Regions from separate parts of the Rattus norvegicus genome. Here region 2 is linked to region 1. Evidence: chromatin contacts called from public Hi-C data. All regions are on one chromosome and are shown on one strand. Each heading gives the region's core, a stretch centred on a gene start, on an enhancer-like site or on the middle of the called end of the contact. The rest is flanking DNA. Distances are from core to core; before and after follow the strand shown. Region 1 overlaps Snx20 (sorting nexin 20). Region 2 holds the start of Nkd1 (NKD inhibitor of WNT signaling pathway 1).

Region 1 (6,374 bases), core at 2,758-5,257:
AGAAAGAGCAACTGGTAAAAAAGGATTAGATGGACCATGAAAAGCCCACCGGAACCAATGGGAAGCACTCACTCCCGGCATCAAAACCGGGTGGGGCAGGGGAATGACACTCCTGTCAGGTGGCACAAGATAAGGATGTCCCAGGCCTGTGCCTCTTACAATAAATGCAAAATTCTTAATGCAACTGTGTTGGGAAAAAAATCGAAACAGATTTTCAGAAAGGTGCAGGGCTCAAGGGAGGCTTAAGAAATACTGTGGGGGGGCTGGGGATTTAGCTCAGTGGTAGAGCGCTTACCTAGGAAGCGCAAGGCCCTGGGTTCGGTCCCCAGCTCCGAAAAAAAGAACCAAAAAAAAAAAAAAAAAAAAAGAAATACTGTGGGAAGCTTGGAGGGGGGGTGTACGCCTTTAATCCTAGCTCTTGGGAGACAGAGGCAGGCAGATCTCTGTGAACTGGAGGTCAGCCTGGTCTACAGAGAAAGTTCTAGGGCAGCTAGGGCTATACAGAGAAACCCTGACTCAAGACAAAACAAAACCAACAAACAAATATTATTGGTTTTCAGGCAAGGAAACAGGAAGCCCGAATTCAGAACAGAGAAGGGCAGCTGTGCCCTGAGATGAAAGCCTTTGTATCGTCAGGGCCAGCCAGGCTCAGGCTGAAACATGACTTCCTCAGGGCTTCCCCCAGCATGCTGATATGCATGCACTAGGGGGCTCTGTGGCCCTGTGTCAGTGCTGGGCCCTGCTTGCCAGGAGCCATAGTTACAAAACAGTCTATCAGCAGGCTGGAAGTGGGTGATGAACACCCTACAGTACACTTCCTAACAAGAGGCAGTCGGAGTGCTGGACTGAGGTCAATACACAGGGGTCTAGCTGATGCCCCCACAGTGCAGGTGGCAGAAAGATAATTATCCTCTTCCGGAACTCTGATATCCATCCCATCCACACATCCAGGCCTGGCCTGCAAGCCAATGCCTACTGCAGATTCCTTAACGGCAATGTTTTTCCAGAAGCCCAAGATGGTCCCACCTCCAACTCCAACATGACCACAAGGGAGCTACAGGAACACTGGCAGAAGGAAAAGAGCCGCTGGAAACACGTCAGGCTCCTCTTTGAGATCGCCTCAGCCAGAATCGAGGAGAGGAAAGTCTCCAAGTTTGTGGTAAGCAGAGTTTAGAAACGATGGAGTTCCCACCAGTTACCTCCTGCATGGTCCGGGGAAGGCCTTGGGAGATCACAGCTTTCCAGGTATGACACACTAACTCGGTCTTCCAGAGAAATGGAGAGTTCATGGTACCCCATGAAGTCATGTTGCCATGGTGTCAGGTGTCAGTCATCTGTACCCCTTCTCCGCTGATTCTGAAATGGCTCCCAACCTTGGTTTATTTCACTTGCTTTTAAAATACTACATTTCAGGGGAAGATCAGTTTCATGGGGCATTAAGGGGGGAAAAAATGTACAAAACTAAATCCCAAAAGAAAGCTGAGCTCTGTTATTTAATTCTAGCTGCTAGTCCTGGCTTGTGGGAAGCTCCCTGCTGGGTGCTGCCATCTTTGTGAGACCAGGACATCAGCGTGTTCTAGGAAGATGCAAGACTAATACCAAATATTCCTACCTCACTGGGACCTGTGAGGTCCCCTCACCACTCCTCCTCCCTGGGACCAGTCCTGTTACTGTAGCTACCAGTGTGTGCTGTGCACAGCTCTCCCTCACATCAACGAGTTCACTGTCACTTAACCCTCGTGCAGAAGACAGGAACTATTCCTATCCTGTCGTGTTTTACAAAATGGAGGTATAGTGGCAGTGGCGGGAGATAGCACCTCAGTGGGCCCATGCTGAGGAGTCCCCCTGAACAATCAGTCCTATGGCAGGCATAATATAAAAGGAAGTTTTTGGGGGGGAAGGGAAGGGGTTATGGAAAAGGGGTGAGAGGTAGGGAAAAGAAAGGGACAGAGAAGGATAAAGGGAGGAAGAACTGGCTGGGAAGATGTGAAGAGAGAAAATAGGAGATGGACACAGAGAGAGAGAGAGAGAGAGAAAGAGAGAGAGAGAGAGAGAGAGAGAGAGAGAGAGAGAGAGAGAGAGAGAGAGAGGGAGAGGGAGGGAGGGAGGAGAGACAAAGAGAGAAAGTGGGGAGCCAGCTTGGGTGCAGCCATCTTCTTATAGCCTGCCTGTCACCTGGCTTGCAGCTACCACAAGCTGTTACTAGGTAGCGGCTGGGCATAGCCTACAGAATTGCCAACATATCCTCAAGTTAAAGATGAGAAAACTGAACGCTGAAGCTCAAGGAGGTTAAATTGACAATGTAAGACTAATTACCCTGTGTCTAAATGCGTGATGCCTGAAACAAATGCCCAGGTGTTCCAGATGGACACTCCTGACTCCAACCCACGCTTCCCAATTTAGGACACAGAGCCAGCCCTGTGTTTGATGATAAAAAGCCAAGAGCGACACCGGTCGCATCAGCAAGTCCCAGTTCCAAGATGCTTCTAAGCAGTGCTATTCTAGAACCAACATTTGCCACGAACTACCTTTGTACCTTCAGTAGGCATATGGGCGTGTGTGTGTGTGTGTGTGTGTGTGTGTGTGTGTGTGTGTGTGTGAGACGAGCTTCGAAGTCTGTTTTCTGTATGCGTGAACATGGCAGAGGGCCAGCCAGATGGTTCAGTCTGTAAAAGCACGTACTGCCGAGCCTGTCCATCCGACTTTGACACCCAGAACCCACATGGTGGAAAGTGAGAACCAACTCTCACAAGTTGTCCTCTGATCTACACAAACCACACACACACACACACACACACACACACACACACACACAGGTAAAATGCTTCTCAAAGAAAATGTAAAGTGTGTCATTATTACTTAGTACAAAATGTGACTTTAAAAAAAATGGCACAGGGGCAGGTGCACAGGGGGAGGAGGAAACAGAGAGACACAGTTGCCAAGCAGGGTGTGCCCACAATCTCAGAAGTTGGGAGACTAAGGAGGAATATTCGGGTTCCTCTGTAAACTACACTGCTAGTTCTTATCTCAAAAACAGGTAGCCTGGGATGGGGAAGGAGGAAAGGACTGTGGGAGGGGGTGACTGGGAGGGGGCAGTGATCCGAATGTAAAGGGAATATGTAAAAAAAATTAATTTAATTTAAAATAACCAAATGACCTGGGGCGAGGCTGACCGTTTGCCAGACTTGTTCAAGGCCCCTGGGTTCCAGCCCCAGCCGGCGCGTGCACACCGACCCGGGCGCGTGCACACCGACCCGGGCGCGTGCACACCGACCCGGGCGCGTGCACACCGACCCGGGCGCGTGCACACCGACCCGGGCGCACCCAGGGCATCCCGAGGCTAGCCTCTCCGCTCTGCCCACAGATGTACCAGGTCGTGGTCATCCAGACTGGGAGCTTCGACAGCGACAAGGCTGTGGTGGAGCGGCGCTACTCGGACTTCGAGAGGCTGCAGAGGGCCCTCCTGAAGCGCTTCGGGCCGGAGCTGGAGGACGTGACGTTCCCGCGGAAGCGCCTGACCGGGAACCTGTCGGCCGAGACCATCTGCGAACGGCGCCTGGAGCTGCGCGAGTACCTGCGGCTGCTGTACGCCGTGCGCGCCGTGCGCCGCTCGCGCGAGTTCGCCGACTTCCTTACGCGGCCCGAGCTGTGCGAGGCCTTCGGCTGCCTGCGCGCCGGCCAGTACGCGCGCGCGCTCGACCTGCTGGGCCGCGTGGTGCCGCTGCAGGAGAAGCTCACGGCGCACTGCCCGAGCGCTCCCGTGCCTGCTCTCTGCGCCATGCTCGTGTGCCTGCGCGACCTGGAGCGGCCGGCCGAGGCCTTCGCGGTCGGCGAGCGCGCGCTGCGACGCCTGGGGGCGCGCGAGAGCCACCGCTACTACGCGCCGCTGCTGGACGCCATGGTGCGCCTGGCCTACGCGCTGGGCAAGGACTTGGCGTCGCTGCAGGGCCGGCTGGATGAGAGCCAGCTCCGGAGGCCCACACACAGGGGCGCCACCCTGAAGGAGCTCACCGTGCGGGAGTATCTGTCCTGAGGCGGCCCGACAGGTGCCCTGGCATCCATGCTACGTGGACAGAGACATGGGTCGCCATTGCTAGTGGGCTTTACTGGGCAGCTTTGTACAAGCCCGTGTCTGCTGAGCAGAGGGTTTCCTGCGACCCCTGGAAGAGCCATCTTGTGCCTCTTGAGTGCCGGGTTCTCCAAATCCTAAGCCCACAAGGTTAGCTGTCAGAACTTTTCAATTACTATGGACTTGCATGGGAAGGACTTGCCTACCGCACAGAATCAGTTCAAGGCCAGCCTAGGCAGTTTGCTGAGAATGGCTCCAAAATAAAGAGGTCTGAGGATGTGACTTAATGGCACCAGTGCTTGCTAGCATGTGAGACTCCTTTGCTTCAATCTCCAGTACTACCAGAAAAGAAAAAGAAGCACCTGGTTTTGTAGGCAGCCAGGAGAGAAATTTACAGGGTCATCCCGCACAAAACAACTCACTCCCTCAAAGACTGCTCCCTTCCATTGCCCCAGGTCTTCCCTTCCCTATGAGTCGCGAGTGTTTCCACCCATTAGCCCAAAGTCCTAGCTCCTCCTTTTGGTGTCATGCTTTCAGTAAAAAAAAAAAAAGCATCTGTTGCTCCTCAGGGAAAGCCTGCAGGGTGGAGATTAATCTGATCCTTGGAAGTTGCAAGAATACTGGGGAGTCAGGAGTGGTAGACAAGGTTGGGGAGGTGTGGAAACTTACTATATCCAAATATGGGTCAGCAGGTGGCCCCTTTGGGAAGTCTTTATTACTATACCAGAGCATGAGGGCACCATGTCACCTCGTCAGAGGAGCCTACCTATTCCGTCCTACCTTCTTCTGTCTTACCCTGCCCAGCCTTGGTCCTCTTCAGAGTCCCACTATTTAGAAGGCCCTTATCAGACACAGTCCCTTGACTTTGGACCTCTAGAGCAAAGAGCTGAATAAGCCCCTGTTCTTTATGAATTATGGGGTCTATGGTATTCAGCTACTGAACAGAAAATGGGGCAAAGTCTCAGACACGCCACGCCCTGCAGCTGAGGACAGTTCCAACAGGAGTGAGGTTGGAAACCTGAGAACTTAGACTGCAGACGAGTGTTCACCCATACCAGACGGCTGAGGAAGCATAGTGTGGTCCAAAATGGCTCAAGCAAAGAGGATGGGCTCAAGTGCTCTGGGATGCATGTATCCTTGGTGCTGTAGAGCAAATCAACAAAGATTATTCCCAAAGAGTGTTCAGCACCTCAAAATTATGCCTGGGGCACGTGTGTGGGGAGTGTGAGTAAATGTATCTGGACACGTGGATGCCTGATGTGACAGTGTGGTGGATACTCGGCGTGCACACCAGGAAGAGCTATAGCATCTCGGGGTGGAGGGAAGGGGAACTCCGCTCGGTGTCCCTGAAGAAGGACCAGTCCCACATATGGTGCAGGGAAGTAAGTGTCTTGCTTACCTGAATAGGGACTGATGATGCTCCAGCTTTAGGACCCTGCTCACCTCTTCCTAATGGCGCCTTCCTGTAGTGTGCCCTTAACATCTGTCACCGTACACAGCACTCCACCAAGAGACCAAAGTTTGATCCCGCCCAAGCTCGGTTCGGTGAGCCAATGAATTCATTGAGCTGACTGACACGGGTGAGCGGTTACTTACGGGGTACATGGCCCCAAAGCAGTGGCACCACTGAAGAGCCTTGCCCCTTCGTTTAACTCGCACACACCATGTGCTCTGGTTCCTCCTGAGACTACAAGACCATGTGTAACCCCGGGCAGAAGTACAGCTGGAAGGGAGGCATAGGAGGAATGGCTGGAACCTCGGGCGAGGGTGTAACCACCCTTCCTAGTCACTTCAGTGAGGAAAGGCTGGATCATGGCGGGCTGCTGCTACTGATTACAAGTAGATGGTAATGGCCACTCTACTTGAAGGACTGTGTTCTACAGCACCTGCCCAGGTCTTTCAGATGCTACAGTCATTGTAGCGTCTACTGCTCACGCTGTGTTCAGCCACTACGCTAGCTTGACGGTTAGGCCTGTGATAACCACACATCAGACATTTTATTCCCAGCAGCCGGAGTCAAAGGCCTTCTTGTTCTGTGGATTCCTGCAAGAGACCCTTGAGTTTCTAGGTGACTTCTCCGGGAAGCTTCCTTCTGCCCAGTATGGCACCATGGAGGCAGCCTACTCCCACTGTGACCTCCACAGGACTCCACTTTCCAGGTCTCCAGAGAACCCCATCTTACCTGCCTTACTCAGTCCTCATTCCACGGGACATTAGGAATGGTGGTGACTGGTTCTTTTCTTTCTCAAAGCGGCTCCCAAGGAGGGGCACAGAAGAGAGCGAAAGGGACAGTTTTACTCCACCA
Region 2 (6,374 bases), core at 1,808-4,307, 100 kb after region 1:
CTCCCTCCCCCCACTCAACATCTTTGATGGCTGGGCCCACCCTCTAACTACCCAGCACATGTCACACTGATGGCTCTATGCCTCACATCTTCAAAAGGACTTTGAACAAATATTAATGACCCCTCCTTTTCTGAGAGGGGGGGTGAGGCAGGAAGGCAAGCAAGCACCATCTATCCCATGCTGTCCTCAGCTGGGGGAAGAAACCAGGCAACAAAATTCCGTGACTTCAGCAAAGCCACAGGCTTAAGCAGGGGCCCCCTCCCCCTGCTTCATTTCCCCCAATGGCAACTTTTACTGGCTTGCATTCCTCTTGCTGGGAACACTACTATTTAATTAAAAACGACAGACTTTTGTTTTCCTCTCCTTCTCCCCGCTCCCTCCCATCCTCCCAGCCTGGATGCCAAGGAGACCCACCAAAAACATGCGGGTAACATTTGTTATGGCTTTGAAGATAAAAGTCAATGGAAGCAAGCCCTCGCTGTGTTTCAAGTTTCCCCTCTAGCATGAAGTAAGGCTGCCTGGCAGTTTACGGGGGGGGGGGGGGGGGGAGGCAGAGAAGAGAGAAGAGAGAGAGAGAGAGAGAGAGAGAGAGAGAGAGAGAGAGAGGAGAGAGACAGAGCCTAAATAAATGTCATTCTGTAGGACTAGTTTATGAAAATAAACAGGCTGAAAAAACTAAAACTTGATTAATGGAAATCCTCTCTGTTAGCCTGTACTGAGCTGCAAACGCATCTGTTCATATGTCTAAATTGGATTGTTTTCATTGGTCCTTAAATAAATAAGTACATCAAAACCTGCAAATGGTGGGGGAAGCAAAAGTTTGTGGTTCTGTTGAAAGGCTCTAACTGCAGTCCCCCCAACCCCCACCTCAGACCAGTTTTGACCTTTCTACTAGGATAGCAGCTTCAGTCCTAGCCAGCAGCAAACTGGAAGGCCAGGAAGAGAAAGCCTGAGCCATGGAGTGGAAGGAGAGAGGTAGCTTATCCCAGAGAGAGGGCATTTAACACACATGCACACACACACACACACACACACACACACACCACACCACTCACACACATACTCATGCCACCTCCCTGCTGCAATGGTGCTGCCAGGTGCAACACACACACACACACACACACACACACACACACACACACACCATCTGAAGCCTCTATCACCCTCACCCAAAGAACAAGACCAAAGAACTAGCCAGACCTGAGGCTCAGTCTTTTCCCCCCTCCAAGTTAAAAAAAAAAAAATTAAATGTCACATCAAAAAGTTGATTCATCCTTTGATCCTTGGCTTGCAAGAGTTCCACGCAGACCATCTGAAAGCCCCGTGCAGAGTTCTGCAGCTCACAGGACATCTGTGAACACCAGTCCCAGGCCGAACACAGGGGCTGGAGTCACTCACTCCCCCAGCCCACTTGCTCTTGCAGAACAACTCCAGCCTGGAGAACCCCTTGGGTGAAGAAAGGGTGTACCCAGACCACTCTACAGAGACGCCCCCTCCCTTTCGGCCACACTAAGGGGGACAGCCAGGTCTCAGTGCCTCCAAACTCTACCTACACTCAGATGGCAGATGGCACTGATGAATGCCACAGACACAGTTGGAGGTAGCCACAGATCCTGGGCCAGCAGAGCCCTGCCCTCTACCCAGACACTCCTGTCTCCCTTTAGTCTTAACCCCTCCCCGTGGAAAAGCTGGCCACAAAAGCAAAGCAGAGGAGCCCCAAACCCCAACACACACACACACACACACACACACACACACACACACACACACACACACGGTACAGCCTCCCCACCCCACTGGACTTGTATCACCTCCTCCGTGGCATTCCCTCCCCAAGCAACCCTCCGTGCCCAGCTGGGCAGGAGACTGGCGCCCACTTGATCGACAAGGGTCCTCCAAAGCAAGGGGCACAAGTAGGGCTAGTAGGGCACACAGTGGCTGAGAAGGGATTTGGGGACTTAAGACAATGTGCAAACGGGATGCTAAAAGTTGGAGATCCTCAGCCGCTCCCCGAGGCTGAAAGGGGTGAAAGGGTATAACAGAGTGGGGGCCATACCCGGGCGCCTCGACCAACAGTGCCTGCCAATCTCAGCTGTCGGGGTCCTGAGACGCTGCCTGGACAGCGCTGCCTCCCGATCCACTCCTCGATGCCTTTCCTTGCCCAAGCAGCGCTTACTGCAAAGCTGTCACCTGAGGCGGGAAGAACGGGAAGACATTGAGTCTGGGCCCCCCAGCTAGCAAAAGTTACCTGAGAGTGAAGGGAAGGAGACAGGCGGCACAGCCGGGTGAGTAAAGACTTGGCAAAAGGATCAAGCGCCGGACAGAGCAGAATCCAAAAGAGGGAAATAGTCAAGAAAGGGGGCTCGGCGAGATCCTAAGTGCAAGGAAGATTCAGAAGGTGAAAGGGAGTAGGCAGTACCCTGACTGAAGGAGTTCAGGGACCAGAAGGAGCGTGGGAGGCAGGGACTGCGGAGGAGAAAGCTGAGGGTCAGCAGAGAAGGTGCCCTGGGAGCAGAGACCAAGTTCTCCTGAGAAGGGGCTGGCTAGAGGAAGGCGCAAGATCTTGGGGATTTTAAGGGAAGACCCCACCGCCAAAGTGGAGGGGGTTAGGGTCAGCAGTGGGAGCACCGGGCTGTGGGGAACGGGTAGGAGGGGCAGAGGGGCCCCAAAGAGCGCTCCCGGGGCGGGGCTGGGGGCTGAGGCAGCCCTGGTAATGAGATCCAGCGGCAAGGCGGTTCGCGCCGCCTCCCTCGCGCCCCCCGGGCCAGTGGCCCGCGCGCCTACCTTCCGGGCTCTCCCTGCGCTTGCACACGGCGGCTGTGGGCACATCGCGCGCGGCGGCGGCGGCGGCGGCGGGAGCCGGAAAGAAAGGAGAGGGAGAGTTAGCACCGGCGGGAGGACGCGGGGCCGCGGCAGGCGCGCGGGCGAGGACACTGACCCGGCTTCGAGTGAAGTTTCCCCATGCTGGGGCGCGGCAGCCGGGCGTCCTAAGCCATGCGTCCGGCCGCCGACCCCGCGCCAGCCTTGCTCGCCTCCTCCTCACAGTCCGCGCGCGGAGCGCAGCCCTAGGCGGCGCCGGGACGCGCTCCTACAGCGGTCGCCGCGGCCGGACTGACGCCCGGGCGCGCCGAGCCCCCTGCCCGCCGCCACGGCCCCGCGCCTCCCCAAGCGCCCATTGGCCGGCAGCGGCCCATCAAAGGCGAGGCGGACGCGGCGGGGCGGGTAGAGGCGGGGCCTGCGGGTAGGGGCTGGCCAAGGGGCGGGCCCACGGAGGGCGTGGTCTGTGGGCGGGGATAGGGGTGGACCCTCGATGGGGAGGGGCTTTGGGTGTGCTGGGCCCTAAACCCCCTGTGTGAACCTCGGGGCGGGAGTGGGGACCGGGTGGAGGCTCTGGCCGCTGGGTGGTGGAGCAGCGCTGCCCTCGCTGGTGACACTGAGACTTCCCTCTTCTCTGCATGTCCTCTGGAGCTGCCAGAGTGGGACTGAATGACTCGAGTTCACAGGTGGGGAAACTGAGGTCACAACTGGCAACCTCAGATGCCCTAGCGCACGCGTCTACTGCTCTCCCATGATGCTGTCCCTTCCCAGACTTACAGAGCCTAGTCTTCTACAAAAAGTGGTCCCTGTTTTCAGCTGCCTGCCCTTTTCTTTGATTCCTCTGGGTTTTGCGTTTGTTTGAGGTTTTTTGTTTTTGTTTTTGTTTTTGTTTTTGTTTTTGTTTTTCCATCCATTTGGGAGTCCCGTAGAAATCAACCGGGCGCCTCGCTAGCTAGGGCGAGTTCGGCCCACTCCTGTTAACGACAAGTGTCCATTAGCCCCGAGCTGCCCCCCCCCCCAGTCCCTCGCAACCTTTCTTCGCCCATGGGCTCCTGAGTGCCCAACTGGGGTCGGGGCGAGCTGCCAAACTGTGAGGCCGGGAGCGGTGAACCGCCGGATCTTTGATCTTTCTTAGTTTCCGTTTTCCCCTTCCCCCCTGCAGTTCTGCAGACCCCAAGGGCCTGTTTGTTTTGTCTGGGGAGGTCTCTGCAAAGGGGAGGGCGACTTAAAGGCTTCCACCACACCTTTGTGGTCCCCAGAACAACATTTCTGCTGGCCCGGCGCTAAGCTTATCCTAGTATCTGGCAGCCTGGGCGTGGGAAAGAACCAGTTCTGCTCTTACAGCTAAACGCTGCTTCGAGCCTCAGTTTTACGATCTGTAGAGTGGAGACTTATTTCTCCCCACTTCTTTTAACCTGCTCCCCTGTGCGACGCTACTGAACAGAAACAGGTGGGCTATATTGGTTGGTCGTTTTAGACTTCAAGTAAGCACTTTGTGGGAAGAGATCTGGGAATCAATCCCAAAGCACTGGTTTAACAAGCCAGTTCGAGGCAAGCAAATACTGTTAACTGAGCTATGTCCTCAGCCCTAGGCACTGCGGGTTTTTTTTTTTTTAAACTTAAGCAGGTGTGTCACCCAGATGGCTGAACTGGTAAAGTTGCTTGCCACCTACCCTGAGGATCTGAGCTCCATCCCCAGAGACCACTTGGTGAAAGGAGAGGCCATCTGCTGCAAAATTACCCCTTACACACACACCTCCACACCCATGTGCCCACATACAACATATCCACACACTAAATAAATACATGTAAACTTAAAATTAAAGATAAAGGGTGAAGTTGGTTTGACCCAAGACAGCCAAAATAACATCAGTTGTCACATTCTTTGTTTTCCCGCCGTCTTTAAAGTCTGGTGTGCGTTTTACACTTGAAGAACGTCTCAAACAGAAGAGCCACCCTGCAAGAAACCTTGGCTTGGAGCTGGCGGCTACTCTGTTGTGAAGTATAGCACTGAGCATCTACCTGTCTCAAAGGACAAGGGAACCCAGAGCTCTGTGACCCTCCAAAGTTCTTCATCCCTCTTCTTTTCATACGCTGTGTGGAGGAAATAAAGCTGATATAAGTGCACCCCTAAATCCCATGCAGCATGCACTTATGCAAGCATGGCTGGGACCTCACAAAACAGCGAAATAGTAACCGTTGAGGTTTTGGTGGTTTTGTTTGTTTTGAGTCAAGGGTTCATACCAGGTTAGCCTGGAACTCACAACATAGCCCAGGCCGATCTTGGAACCACAGATCTTGCTTTAGTCACCTGCATACTGGGATTGTACGTGTGAGCCACCACCCCTGGCCTGTTCTCTGTGCCCGTCACCCTCACGAAAACTCTCTCTCTCTCTCTCTCTCTCTCTCTCTCTCTCTCTCTCTCTCTCTCTCTTTGAGCTGGGGACCGAACCCAGGGCCTTGCGCTTCCTAGGCAAGCGCTCTACCACTGAGCTAAATCCCCAACCCCTCTCACGAAAACTCTTAACGAAGACTTTTGTACTTTTAGAAAGGACAGATCCTGTTAGGGAGGCTCAGAAGAGTGGGGGGGGGGGTCACCCATCATACAGCTAGTGATCTAGTTAGGATCATAGTGTGTGATCTAGTTAGGATCCAACCTCAAACTGATCCCTTGCTGGCACGCATTTTTGCTACCCCAGGTTTCCAGCACATCCCAAGCATAACATCTGGAAAGAGAGCGTAAGTGCCAGCTGTGCAGTAGGCATTGTGTTCTAGCACTTCAGACTTGTATCTGAACAAGAGGAGTAGTACCACATACACAAGCCTGCTCCCAAATGTCCTGGATGGAAGAGAGAGAGACAGAAAAAAGCAGTATCCACGATGGAGCATAGGGTGGCGGACGGAAGGCAGCTTACACCCAGGAAAGAGTCAATATTGTCCAGGCAAGCTGCTAAACACCTCCCATACCCAGGACACCCCCAGAATCACCTGGTCCAGATGTCTAGAGTGCAGTATGGAGCGCCTGAGCTGTGTGGAAACGGAAGAGTGGAAGAGAAGACCCAGGGACTAGAGGAGAGTGGCCCAGGTCACAGGTTCTGAGCTGACAGGGAACATCCTGCAAAGCGTCTGCTACAGAAGTGGAGTTCCTGTGGGGTCCCTGCTTGTCTTTCTCACCCACACCCACACCAGTGCCAGGGGCTTCGAAATCAAAGCAAAACCCTTTCTCACAGAGCTTAGAACGCTGGTTACTTCCTTAAACCTGTCATGACTTTCTTCTTTCATGAGAAAACAGTATCCCCCTCTGCCCCTTGGGAATGTCTCTTTGCAGTTCAAAAAGAGATAAAAGCAAGGACTAAAACTCTGTAGTTACCAGCTTGAGTCTTAGGGGAAGTAAATCCCAAGCGTCTGGCCAGACACAGAGGCCCCACCAGGCGCCTGGGACTTTGCCTCTGTCGGACGCTCACGGCTTCTACAAACATACACCTCTGACCCTGGCATGAGAAGCCAGAAACTGGGCTGGGTGGGGACCAGACCACCTGTCCAGGACTCAGAGGATG

What was found. Hi-C and Micro-C count contacts between places; a contact is called where the count stands out from the background.
Region 2: a contact with region 1 is called in a Hi-C map of frontal cortex, with 2.5 times the contacts expected there. The contact joins the promoter of Nkd1 here to the enhancer-like site in region 1. A contact is called at or near these places in 3 of 12 Hi-C or Micro-C datasets (Schwann cells, frontal cortex and mammary epithelial cells).

Annotation. Positions count from the first base shown.
Region 1 is chr19:34,614,219-34,620,592 of GRCr8, forward strand. Snx20 (sorting nexin 20) reads left to right here. Exons shown (of 4, transcript NM_001024999.1): 3 at 1,008-1,159; 4 at 3,365-4,351. The coding sequence ends at 4,033. Among named protein-coding and RNA genes, the nearest start is that of Snx20, 8.0 kb to the left of the region's middle. Within about 2 kb of position 4,008, at least 70 of the 93 cell types and tissues checked have an H3K27ac peak or open chromatin away from gene starts, as enhancers often do.
Region 2 is chr19:34,719,789-34,726,162 of GRCr8, forward strand. Nkd1 (NKD inhibitor of WNT signaling pathway 1) reads right to left here and starts at 3,058. Exons shown (of 10, transcript NM_001271381.1): 1 at 2,939-3,058; 2 at 2,785-2,817; 3 at 2,057-2,190. The coding sequence starts at 2,963.